Regions from separate parts of the Mus musculus genome. Here region 1 is linked to region 2. The links are chromatin contacts, called in public Hi-C maps. All regions are on one chromosome and are shown on one strand. The core of a region is the stretch at or near the end of the contact, and the rest is flanking DNA. Distances in the headings are between cores, read along the strand shown. Region 1 overlaps Zcwpw2 (zinc finger, CW type with PWWP domain 2). Region 2 has its middle 120 kb from the start of Gm39451.

What was found. A called contact is a pair of places that touch in the nucleus more often than the background predicts.
Region 1: a contact with region 2 is called in a Hi-C map of the N1E-115 cell line, with 3 times the contacts expected there. The contact joins two enhancer-like sites. A contact is called at or near these places in 2 of 484 Hi-C or Micro-C datasets (the N1E-115 cell line and cerebral cortex).

What each region holds. Positions count from the first base shown.
Region 1 is chr9:117,954,563-117,961,364 of GRCm38.p6, reverse strand. It overlaps Zcwpw2 (zinc finger, CW type with PWWP domain 2), which reads left to right. Exons shown (of 9, transcript NM_001378466.1): 5 at 1,352-1,398. Among named protein-coding and RNA genes, the nearest start is that of Azi2, 83 kb to the left of the region's middle. Within about 2 kb of position 4,979, at least 35 of the 459 cell types and tissues checked have an H3K27ac peak or open chromatin away from gene starts, as enhancers often do. A contact at or near this core is called in the N1E-115 cell line, where this site is marked.
Region 2 is chr9:117,432,055-117,438,734 of GRCm38.p6, reverse strand. It overlaps a transcript of Rbms3 not described here. Among named protein-coding and RNA genes, the nearest start is that of Gm39451, 120 kb to the right of the region's middle. Within about 2 kb of position 2,309, at least 4 of the 459 cell types and tissues checked have an H3K27ac peak or open chromatin away from gene starts, as enhancers often do. A contact at or near this core is called in the N1E-115 cell line, where this site is marked.

The DNA of each region.
Region 1 (6,802 bases), core at 3,730-6,229, 520 kb before region 2:
AACTTTTAAGTCCTATGCCAGACCAGAAACTGGCCTGCTTTCTCCCTTTGTAAGAAGGTACTTTCAGTTGCTGCACTTGAAGACACCTGGTTTCACAGTTTTAAGGCCATGAATGGCATCAAACAGCCATTGCATGTAAACTTTTATTCTTAACTTTGATGACTGTTCCAATCTTGCATAATGTTTAGACACATGCAAAATATCAGAAAGAAGGTGGGGGTCTCTCCTGGTTGGAGGAATTACCTGTAATGGTGAGTAGTCTTGTGTGTTCTTGAGTGAAGGGAGATGGTGTTTCTTGGAAGATGATCATTTTAAGCATTATGGGGATACAGAAAAGAACAATTCATATGAAAGCCAGTGATAAATATAAATAGAACACACTTCCCTGGGTATTTGTTTTCTCTCAGTTGTTAATATTCTTTGATAACTTCATTTCATGTGTACAATGATATGGCACATATTCCCTCTTTTCCTCTCCTACTACCCCTGTATGTCCTAACATTTCCCCCTTTTAACCTGTTCTCGTCAACAACACATTATATCCGGTCGGTGCCACCCGTAAGTGTATAGGTGTGAGCCATCCATTAGTCAAAGGAAGCCTACAGTGACTACCCCTCAAAGAAGACGATTCTCTGTTGTTTTTAAATAACACACATATATTGTGTATACCAAAATAATATATTGGAATTTTTTTCCAATGAGCTAGTTGGTTACTAAATTTTCTGGTTTTGGTGGTAGTCTGAGAAGTGGTACCAGTATCCACATTCTTGTGGAGTCACATCCAAGGCAGTATTGGTTTCTCAGTGGTCTCAAATGGAAGCAGCAGACACCATGGACAGACTAGGGGCTTTTAATCAAATGGGTCTACTCTGCCAGTACAGCCACAGGCAGGGTGCTAGAGTATCTCCCCAGTTGTACAGGGAGATGGACTGTGTGCCTTACAGTGGTGCATAGACTAAATGAGGTACAGTTTGTATGATATTCTTATCCAATGTCCAGTGTATAACACGTGTGCAAGTAGAGATAGCATGTACTGAATTCTAGATTTTATGTACTCCAGAGTGCACAGACCAACCAGAAAACAGAAGTTAGACAGACTTGATGCTAACTAATACTATTTCAAGGACATCCGACAGACAAGAGTTTCTTCTTGATATTATGGCTTTTGGATTCTTAACTCTACTCAGCTCTGAGGAGGTGAATTTATTAGTGTTTTAGTTAAAAGGGCCACTGAAGACAGCCCTGTTACTAATGTGTGATAAAGCAGAAAATTCTAATTTTGTACTTGTGCATCTGTTTCAACAGGAAGATGGATTCTTTTTTAAAGTAGATATATTGTGTTATCTTACAGACAGAGCCAAAACAGATACCAAAGCTGCTGTGGTGACCAAGAAAGGGGTAAGACTGTGTTCTAAAGTTAACTTCAAATTCTTTTTTTTTTTTTTTTTTTTTTTTTTTTTTGGTTTTTGGTTTTTGGTTTTTGGTTTTTGGTTTTTCGAGACAGGGTTTCTCTGTGTAGCCTTGGCTGTCCTGGAACTCACTTTGTAGACCAGGCTAGCCTCGAACTCAGAAATCCGCCTGCCTCTGCCTCTCAAATTCTATTTTTAAGGGAAAATAAATTACTAAAAAGAATTATATCTGATTTTTCATTCTGAAGTTTACTTGAATATACAGTTGCTTTCATGGGCTGACTATCAACCATGTTTGTGATGATTTCCATTAATTTTATGTAACTAGGGCAATAGAAACACTGATGGACAAGGGAACAAGTACTTTGTTTAAATCATGCTTCACATAGACACTCAGAACAACGTTTTCATACATAGCACATTACTGGAACTAATGAAAAACTAATTTTTCCTAGAAAGTTTAAACAATAAGTTCATAGCTTAGTATGGCTGTTAAACTTAAGTAGAGAATAACATTGAACAACTAAATAAAATTCTGGGTAGACTACTTTAATGGAAGCTTATAAAGTCAAGAACATTTAAAATATATTTTAAAAATTTAATGCATTATTTTGAATTTTATATATGGAGTAGTGTTGAACTCTTTTTGTGCAAAATATAATTACAATATTGGCATTCTCAGATGGCAATGTCTAATTATAGGATGTTACTGAAGTGGAAAAAGAGAGGTGCTTACAGCACACACTTGGACACAGATTGCATCAGTGACATAGGAACACCAACTGTATTAAATAGAGGAGCCTGTGTGCGTTGGCCTGGGCTCCTGGCTGGGCTTGAGGAAGAGACCAGAGATGGTCAAGTGTGTGAAACACGCACAGAAAGGGCTGTTCTGCACGGGTCTAGAGACTGCCCATGAGATGAACATCACTTTGGTGTGTGCGCACACACATGTGTGTATACATGGGTGTGTGGGGAGGGAGGGGTTCGTTTAAGACAAAAGTTTGATTTTTTTGGTCATCGTTCATGTTTTGGTTTTGGTTTTGAGGCAAAGTCTTGCTAGGTAGCCCAGGTTGGCCCCAGGCTCATTGGCCAGGAACCCCTGCTTGTCATTCTTTATAGGGATCTGATGCCACACCCTGCTTTGTTTGTTTGCTTGTTTACTTGTTTGTTTTTGATTTTTAAATTCCATCCTTTTGCTCATGGGCTTTACATGTGAAGGCTGCTACTTCTCCTCAGGAAGGAGTTCATGGCCACAGGAGACACAGCAATCGTCTGTAAGGGTCCAGGGCCCGGCCTGAATGCACACTGGGGGTTTGCAGAGTATGGGAGGCAGCACAGCAGTGTCACTGCAGAATGTGGGCAGAGTTAGTGATTTCACTCTCTTCTCTTATGTTGACTAAGAAGTTGTAAAGACATCAACTCTTACCAAGTGTCATTTACGTTTACCATTGTCCCCTAGGAGGGCAGCATTGTTAGATTTAGGGAAAGGCTACTTATTATAAATATGAGTGAAATATCATAACAAACACACTGTTCCACCAAAATAACTTCTAAAACAACCACCGTGAAAACACGCATAAGCACCTGAACTTGAGCTGATTCTGAAAGTGTGAGATTTCACGTGCGGCTCTGCGGCTTCTGTTCCCACGCCGGTCCTCAGGCTGTATAGATGTGGGTCTGCTTAACTTTAGTGTGTGATGTTTCTACTGATGAGTAAGTTTCTAGTGATAAATCTTATAAAATTTAAACATTATTAGTAAAAAAACAAATGACAAAAGCAAACAAAGAGAAAAACTAATCTGGGCAAGGTGGCACATACCTGTAGTCCCAGCCTCAGGAGTTAGGGCAGGAGGGTCAGGAGTTCAAGGTTATCCTTGGCTACATGGAGAGTTCCAGGCCAGTCAGGGCTATCCTGGATCCTGTCTTTAGAAACTGTTCTAGTCCTTATTACTAATGAAAATTTTCTTTTTCAAAATCACCTTCAAGTTCTAAGAATAACTTCCTTTTTACTTTTGTTTTTCTGTGCATAATACTCATCTAAAGATTTAGTTGAGATTAATTCACTTGAAATTTGAGTTAATAATAAAATTTACCTTGTATATTTATGGGTTTTGCATCTGTGGCTTGAATTAGCTGAAGGTAGAAAAATATTTTTTAATTTGTCTGTTGGGGATACTATTCACCACCCCTTCCTCAGTTTCATCAAAACCAAAATCAATAATGGTTATTAGCATAACGTAAAATAGAAATTTGAGTAATGACTTTATGTTTCATAGATTGCAGATATGTCCCTAGATATTAGATGATCTTTCTCTGCTCAATTGCAGCAACTGCTGCTGTTCAATGTCAGTGAGAATTAATAGAACTGACTTATTACAGAATTCATGTTTGTAATATACTCTGGTGTATAAACATTCGGCTTCTGTATAATCTACTGATGACTTTGAGGGACTATTTATCTTTTTGTTTATATGTTTAATGTCCTCAAATGTTTCAAAAAATTTTCCCATATAAGGTACACATCAGAAATTGCTACTCCAGTGTACACTGGAGAACACACCCACCCAGACCACAGGGAATGATGGCCTGCCTTTTCTCCCATGAATCTGTGTGCAGGGAGTCCTCTCTGGATTTTTTACGGGTTGGTGCACAAAATGATTAAGACTATGTCTTTTATTGTGTAATTGGGGGGAGATTCTGTCTATCCTGTCAGAAAACAGTTCTTATGTATTATTCTGGGGTTTAGGCTTACAAGACTGGATGCTGAGAATTCCCACAGGGTAAGGAGTCACTGAGTATTCTTAATGTTGAGGATAATAGTAGAAAAATGGTGAAACACACAGTAACATTCTGAACATTCATTTCTTTGTAAAAAAAAAATAATGCTGTGATATAGCCATTAAATGTTCTCTCAACATCGGCTCTTAACAATTTATTTTAAATATTTCAGAAGTCTCCCTAGAAACAGGGTCCCCTGCCAACATCCCCCATCTCCCAGCATCTCCCTTGCTGAAATGACCAATGGCTTTAGTAAAAACTGCACAGAAACAGGAAATGTTTGCAGCTGACTTGGATTTTCACAGAACCTCCAGCCAGAGGTCAGATAATCAGATTCCTGGCTCCTTTGTCAGCTGCGCAGCTGTACCACAAACCCAGCTTCTTTCCTCCCCAGTGCCTTGTTGGAATTAACTCTTACTGTTCTTAAGTGTTTTACAGATATGAATGAAATGTGAATGACAAGCCACCCTGAATTTTTGTGTTCAGTTCCTGAGCAGGCCTTTTAGAAAATTTAAATAGCAAGCCTTTAAGGTCTCTGGGTAAAATGCCGACTCATGGAGCCCCTTGAAGCTTGAAGCCAGTCTCATCCTTAGCCACAGTTGGAGGTGCTAATAGGAAACCATTCATGGCTTTTGTTCAAGGTGGCACTGGGAGCCAGCTTCTATTTTTAGAGAAAATTCCCTCTGTGCCTCTGTTCACTGCTTGAAGGCACACTCTAGTCATTCTCTCTGGTAAGACCCTCAACCAAAGAAATCCACAGAGCTTTAGAACAACTGCAGAGAGCAGGAGGCAGCAAGGCATTTGTGAGTCACATTGCCAGGCTCTGGGCTCTGATGCTGTCCAGAGGTCATGGGAATACCAGACTCTGCTGAAAATTGACCTGGCTAGCATATTGATAATTGATGTGTAGTGTATGTATCAGAAACAATAGAATTGCACACTTTAAAAAATAGCATCCAAAATAGAGAAAACGATCATTTCAGTCCTCATCCATCTCAAAGAAATGCAGTCTGCCAATCAAGTTGACACTGTTCATGACACTTGGAGGTGTGACTTTCTACTCATTGCCAATAGCCCTTCAGGTGGAAGTGGGCCTTCCTACCCACGTCCCCTCTCCACGATGACTGAGGTTCTGTCTGGCCTGAGCCCGCAGAATCTGGAGTTCATGTAGATGTACATAATGCTTAATAACTTGTTTATCTCCACTTATTTTGGTTTTTCTTTTAGGTTAAATCTCTATAGCATGTCCTTTTATAGCTCTGTCAGAGGAATTGTTTTTTAAGTTCCCTTTTAGGAAGCAACAATTACTTTTCCTTAATATCTCTTAATGTCAATGGACTCAATTCCCCAATAAAAAGAGATAGACTAACAGACTGGCTACACAAACAGGACCCAACATTTTGCTGCTTACAAGAAACCCATCTCAGGGACAAAGACAGACACTACCTCAGAATAAAAGGCTAGAAAACAATCATTCAAGCAAATGATCTGAAGAAACAAGCTGGAGTAGCCATTCTAATATCTAATAGAACTATCTAACTTCAAACCCAAATTTATCAAAAAAGACAAGGAGGAACACTTCATACTCATCAAAGGTAAAATCTTCCAAAAGGAACTCTCAATTCTGAATATCTATGCTCCAAATGAAAGGGCAGCCACATTCATTAAAGAAATTTTAGTAAAGCTCAAAGCACACATTGCACCTCACACAATAATAGTGGGAGACTTCAAAACCACACTTTCATCAATGGACAGATTGTGGAAACAGAAACTAAACAGGGTCACAGTGAAACTACCAGAAGTTATGAAACAAATGGATTTAACAGATATCTACAGGATATTTTATCCTAAAACAAAAGGATATACCTTCTTTTCAGCACCTCACGATACCTTCTCCAAAACTGACCGTATAATTGGTCACAAAACAGGCTCAACAGATACAAAAATATTGAAATTGTCCCATGCATCCTATCAGATCACCATGGACTAAGGCTGATCTTCAATAACAACATAAATAATAGAAAGCTGACATTCACGTGGAAACTGAACAACACTCTTCTCAATGATACCTTGGTCAAGGAAGGAATAAAGAAAGAAATTAAAGACTTTTTAGAGTTTAATGAAAATGAAGCCACAACATACGCAAACTTATTGGACAAAATGAAAGCATTTCTAATAGGGAAACTCATAGCTCTGAGCGCCTCCAAAAAGAAACTAGAGAGATCACACACTAGCAGCTTGACAACACACCTAAAAGCTCTAGAAAAAAAGGAAGCAAATTCACCCAAGAGGAGTAGATGCCAGAAAATAATAAAACTCAGGGGTGAAATCAACCAAGTGGAAACAAGAACTATTCAAAGAATCAACCAAAGGAGGAGCTGGTTCTTTGAGAAAATCAACAAGATAGATAAACCCTTAGCCAAACTCACTAGAGGGCATAGAGACAGCATCTTAAGTAACAAAATCAGAAATGAAAAGGGAGACATAACAACAGATCCTGAGGAAATCCAAAACACAATCAGATCCTTCTACAAAAGGCTGCACTCAACAAAACTCGAAAACCTGGATGAAATGGACAACTTTCTATTCAGATACCAGGTACTAAAGTTAAATCA
Region 2 (6,680 bases), core at 1,060-3,559:
AACATTGTTTCTGGGAGTTTAAAACAGTGGTACAGCGAGTCTTATTTCAAATCTTGTTAACTTTTAGCTGACTGGATAATTGTGTGTGCGTGATATATTTTTCTGTTTCAGAGTCTATTGTGTAGGTTAATTCTTTAAGTGAGATTATTTAATAGACATAAACTAAATCTGATCAATACACCAGCAAGCTGTTTGTGCAGACAGCAAATGCTATCAGTGCTGAGACAATTTTGCATCTATTTACAACCAGGAGAAAGCCCTCCTGCTGGTAAGCAGTGTCAGACTCCATCTCTGGGTAGGGCATGTGCTCAGCCTCCTTCCCTTCCTGCTGTGTAGTGAGTAGTTTGATTATGTCAGTGAATCAGAATCTCACTTCCTGGCTCTCTTTTCTGGACCCTGGACCCCACACTATTACCTGGAGAAATTCAGAAACTGGCATGTTGCAGGTTCTTGGACTCAACTTCCAACTGAATGATCTTCATCGTTGTTTTTGTTAGTGGCATAAAGTAGACCACGTAAGTTTACAGTCACCCTTTTCCCCTCACTCTACCCCTGCCTTGTGGCTCTTTCCCAGGATGTGAAGTCTCTCTACCCCCTTTACACTCTGGGCTGGCTCTGAAGTTTCCTTGGCTTAGAAAGGTTGGTGGAGCATTAGATCTGGGTCTCAGGTGCAATGCTCACTGTGTTTCCTCTTCTGGAGATTGCCACTGTTATAAGATATAACAAATTAAGCTAGTCCTTGCAGGAAGTGATGTTCCATGGAAAAGAGCCCGGTGGTCTCAGCTGGCACTTCCCCCAAACATGCAGAACCCACAGAGATGCAGTAACTGCACCTCCAAGTTAGGGCCCATCTCTGGGCCCTCGGACTTCACAAGAAGCAGTGCATGTTAGTCTTCGAATGTTTGGTAGTGCTACAACTGGATGGGCAGCATAGGCAAACTTAACCTCTTCATATCCACCAAAGCCAAGGGAGTAATGATATTTATTTTCCCAGAGATTCCTCAGCTGAAATATAAATCTCAAAAAGATGGGCTCTCAAAAGACATATATTCTTGCTCTGGGGGATATGGGTAAATACTGGGTAAAATATTTTCCATAAGAGTGGGAAGGTCTGAGTTCTAACCCACATAGCCGGATACAAGAGGGAAGCACCTATCTATAACTCCAGTACTACAGTGTGATGAGAGGCAGAGATAGAGTCCCTGGATGCTCTCAGAGCAGCTAGCCCAGTGTATACCACAGGGAACCATGAAAGATCCTATCTTAGAATGTGAGGACAAACACCCGAGACTGTTCTTTGACCTCCACATGCATGACATAGCAAAAGCACATGCTCATTTGCACACAAGAATGCACACACACACACATACACATGCATGTATACATGCATGCACATATAAACACATGTGCACACACATATGTCCATGTGCATACAAACAGGCTGCGTCATATCTCTGATTAAGTTGATGCAGTCTGCCTTAAAAATTGTTAAATATGGTGGGTGGACAGTGCTGGGCTGGCACCACTCAAAGCTCGTCATGTTTATAGGTTGAAGTGGAGCATGTAAAAGCCTCACAAACTCTTTCCAGATTTCTAAGGTCATGTGTGCCCATCTTGGCACTGAGCTTGACCACTTGGGTCTAATATTTCTGTCGACCTTAAAATTATTCAAGTTCTTTTAAAACTCCAGCCACAGTATCTGAGTCTGTGACCTCCAGTGACATTGAATGTCATGACCTGATTATACCTATTACAGAAGAAAATTCTCCTTTTTGTATATTTTGTTTACTGGCCATTACTTCCTTGGTCCCCAGTTCTTGCTTCACAAAATGACCTAAACAGAAGCCAGACCTGTCTTACACAACCCCTCAGTTCCTGCTCATATGAAAACAGTGCTTGATTGTATCTTTAATTGGCAATAATTTCAAATATTTTATCACCATATTCAAGTTAATTGTATGAACATACCCTGTGCTCTACTTCTATGATCTTTATCTTATCAGAAATTGATATTTAAGCTGAAGAAAGAGACCAGTGGGAGGGAGTAGGAATCCTGGTCTACATATTGCTCTTCCTAATTGAAAAGATTATTTGCTGACATCCAAGAGTGCTTCTGTCCTGGTTCCAGGGCACGAGAGCGGGAGCAAATGTAATTCTTTAGCACAGCATCAGGTTTTTCTTCCTTTCACGTTCTGCCAAGCACCCTGTTTGCTTTCTGAAAATTGGTTTTTCACGGTGAAGAACACCATCAAAGCAAACCCAGAAATGCTCTGAACTATTTCCTCCATACAACATTTGGTCAGTGTAGAGCCCAGCTGTTGACAAACTTGAGTTACAAGGGGGAAGCTCTTCTCCTATGATGTTTATTCTCCTGCACTCGCTGTTCTTTGACAAAAGACAGTGACAGGGAGATGCCGTGACTACCAGTCAGATGAAACATAAGAAAGCCTAAGCCACTGCACCTGCAAGCCAACTACATGATTTTCACACACACACACACACACACACACACACACACACACACACACACACACACACACAATTTCTCCCTTTTGAACTTCATTTTTGCTGGCCACCAATCTGCCTCCTTGCTGCCTGCATTGGAATCCATCTGGAGTTCCTTTGTGTCTGCTGTGTGGGTTTTCCCCTCCCACCAAATCAAGCCAAGTTAGCATCATCAGAAACCTTCCCAGTCGCCAGCTGCCACCTTCCTGCAGATTTTGAGATGTGCACTGAATTCCTGAGACCCGTGAAATGACTCATGCCTACCTCAGAGACTTTATGCTGTTCTCTGAGGTGTTAGCTCTATATTGTTGATTTGATTCCAGGCATTTAGTTTGTGAGTATGTGTGCAATCCTTTATTGTGAGGCATACTACCGCTGACCTAGAGTAAGATCTAAATGTCAAACTTGGAGAACGTTCATGAGATGCTGTGTCTGAGTGGTGAAGGACTGGGACTTGAAGGCCAGTCCACTGGTGTCACTTACAATTCAGCCATTTACTGAGTTCACATTCTTGGGCAGTTACCTTCATTCTCTAAGGCTCCATCTATGACTGTCTATATGTGCTTAGCCCAGGGAGTGACACTATTAGAAGGTGTGGCCCTGTTGGAGTAGGTGTGTCACTTTGGGCTTGGGCTTTAAGACCCTCATCCTAGCTCCCTGGAAGCCAGTCTTCCACTAGCAGTCTTCAGATGAAGATATAGAACTCTCAACTCCTCCTGTACCATGCTTGCCTGTATGCTGCCATGTTCCTGCCTTGATGAGAATGGACTGAATATCTGAACCTGTAAGCCTGCTCCAATGAAATGTTGTCCTTATAAGACTTGCCTTGGTCACGGTATCTGTTCACATCAGGAAAACCCTGACTAAGACACCATGTCTCCTTTAAAAATAGTTCTCTAGGCGGAATGTCTGCTAGAGGTATTTCTTGAGAGGATTCACGGAGGGTCATCCTAACGGTGTGCTTTGTAGATTCAGAATGCTCAGGGAGCACCATCTTCCCTTCCTCATCTGGTGAATCTGGTGAGCGAATGTAAAGGTTGGGTCCCCAGTCAGTGAGAAGATGATTGTATTTACTGTGAGGGAGTTCAGGCACTCAAGGCAACTGCTCACCCTGCTTCGACAGTCAGCAGCATGATGGTACATTGTTTGCTTTCCCCTTTTTATGCAGTTAGGGACCCCAGCCCATGGGATAGTACAACCTACATTCTATAATGTTCATTTAAGCTGATGTTCATATAACTATTGTGGACTGAAGTTGGCTGCCCTGTAATCATTGTCCTTTCCAAACATGGCATCGAGTCAGTTTTAATTTAAGTGGTAAATGTGTCCTGACATCCTCAGGCCTGAAATTGGTTCCCGATTCACATCTGCAGAAAGGGTAGGATAGCTTTATCATGAACATTGCTTCTTCGTGGACATCCATCGGTTACTATGGGCTCTCCAGGGCTAAGTGTCTGCACTCTGTATAAAAGGTTTCATTCAGATAACCAAGCTAATATGGATACCCGGATGTTTCAAGGATGGCCTTGATTGGATTCGAGTTCTCTGGGGCTCTCATTTTCTCCCTTAAGCCAGCCTCAGACCCAATGCCTGTCACTTTTAGTTAGTTGTTGAGTTTTCTTCTGGGCCTTCCATTACTAACTTTTCTCACTGATCCGACAAAGCATCTGGCGACTGGAGCTTAAGGAAGGCAGGGCTTATTTTGCCTCATGCTGGGAAAGAGCAGTCCATGCTGGAGAAGTCAGGGCAGGAAAGGGTGAGGCACCTGGACCCATTGCTCTCATAGGCAGGGAGCAGAGAGAGGTAAACACAATGTTCATTTGGCTTTCTCCTTCTGTGTAGAAGGGTGCCACCTACATTTTAGGATGGGTCTTCCTACCTCAGTCAACCCCTATCACAGACATGCTCAGAGTTTTGTCTTCTAGGTGGTTCTAAATCCTGTTAGGTTGACAGTTAATATTAGCACCAATGGGCCTAATCTTTCGGTTTCAAGCTATTTGTCCCATTACTTTATTTATCAGCTGATGATTCTAATCTCCTGGTGAACTCCGCTCTTGTCTCTGCACCTTCTCACCTCTTGGCTTCAGGTGCCAACAGCAGAGGGAATTGGCAGGTGAGAGGAAGCACACTGGCCCTTTGCACCAACGTTATATTCTAAACTTTACCATCTCTCAAAAATTTATTCAGTTTTTAATATCACTTTTGCTTATTCATTGAGAATTTCATACATGAATACAATACATTATGGTAATAGCCACCCCCCCCCTTTGCTCTCCTACCTCAACCCCATTCTCCTAAGGCAATCACCCTTCTGACTTCTTGCCTTCTTCAGTTATTTCTAATAACCCACTAAGTTCAATTAGTGTTGCCTAGATATGTGTAGATATAGACCTGACCCCTGGAGCACACCAGGGGCCACGCCTCCATGGAAGATGGCTTCCCCTCTCCCAGCAGCTGCAGTCTGCAAGCAGCTTCTCAGTTAGGGCTGAGCCTCATGAGCTCTTCCGTCATCCATGGTCATTTACATTGTGAATCTTCCTCTGGACTGACACTGAATGGTCGAGTGCCTTCATGACACATAAGCATCCTTAGAATGATTCTCAAAGATATACATGCACATTTCAGCTCATCTCCTAGACAGAGCTAATCCAACCACGTTGACAAGATTAACCATCACAAAGCATTTTTTTTATCCCAAGGTGATGAGAAGCAAAAGCTTTTTTAAATGCATGTTTGTTTATTCTTGTGTGTATGCATCCATTTATATGTATTTGAGGAAGAGAAATAGTAACTATATATTAGGCAGACAAAAAACAGCTATGTATATGGATTTTTCATAATCTGTAATAAATTTAGTTAAGAAGTTATAGAAATAATTAAATGGGTAATATTTTCCACATTATCCATATTTATCATAAGCAATGCCCTGTAAAAAGCCATCTTTCTTATGAGGGTGAAGAAACATTTTCTGTCTCCAAGAAAAATTGAGCCTGGCAGCAGCTTCATCGACTCAAAAAGGGAATCTGCGTCTGGGGTTCGAACACAGCATGGTTCACATTGGCTAAGGCTGGCGCACAAAATGCAAGTGGCTTTTGTGCTTTCTTCTTTCATTGGAACTGACTCCAGAGTGAGTAGAAGTGGCTGGGTCCCCTCTAGATGTTTCCTCCAAACAGTAAGGCTGGAAGCTGCCCATCTCTTCAGGTTGTTTCCACTTGCCAGGCATTTGAAAACATGGTTTTACTCCTCCTAATTGATGCCATATTTCTGGAAAAGTATTTTTTACATCTCCCTTATTCACTAAGAGCTGTTTACGAATAGGATAATTTTTATCATTTTATTTAGTGTGTGTGTGAGTGTGTGTGTGTGTGTCTGTGTGTCGTGTATGCATGTGTGTACATGCTGTAGCACTCATGTGGAGATCAAATGACACCTTGCCTGCAGTAGCCTGTTCTCTCTGTACTCTGTGTCCTAGGACTGAGCTTGAGTTGCCAGGCTTGGTAACAGGTGCCTTCATTCTTCCCCACCCAACGTTTAATAGTTGTCAGGAGTTTTGTTTGTTTGTTTAAATCCAGGGTCTCACTATGTAGCCTAGGCTTGCCTCTTACTTATAATTCTTCTGCCTCAGCCTACTAAGTCACAGAATTGTAGGCATGAGCCCCAAGCCTGGTTCTATACAGCCTTTTGTTAAACCATATTGGAAGGACAGATCGTGTCAGGAAATGACCTTGCCCAACAGTTTGCATTGAAATGCAAGTTTTCCACCTGACCAAGTGTTATACCCTGCTGATGGAATTACAGGCCTATTGAAAAAAATTAACTATCGGCTAGTTAGTTTCCTAGATATTTGGGGATTTTGTTCCTTTTAAAGTTTTTATTAGCACATATTCATCATATAAAACAATAGATTTCCTGTGATATTTCCATACATGTCTGCCACACATTTTGATCATATTCATCTTCTATTATCACCCCAGTACTCCGCACAACTGTTGATCTACTTTCCAACTGGTCTCCATGCACATGTCCCTATAAACCAGTGAGTTTTATTCGGGTGACTTATCAGATCATGGACACCTGACCAGCTGCTACACCAATGGGGGAGGGGGGAAGACTCCCTTCTCTAGCAACCCTTAGCTTCCTAGTGATCCCCAGAGTGGGTGGAGCTTTGCCCTAGA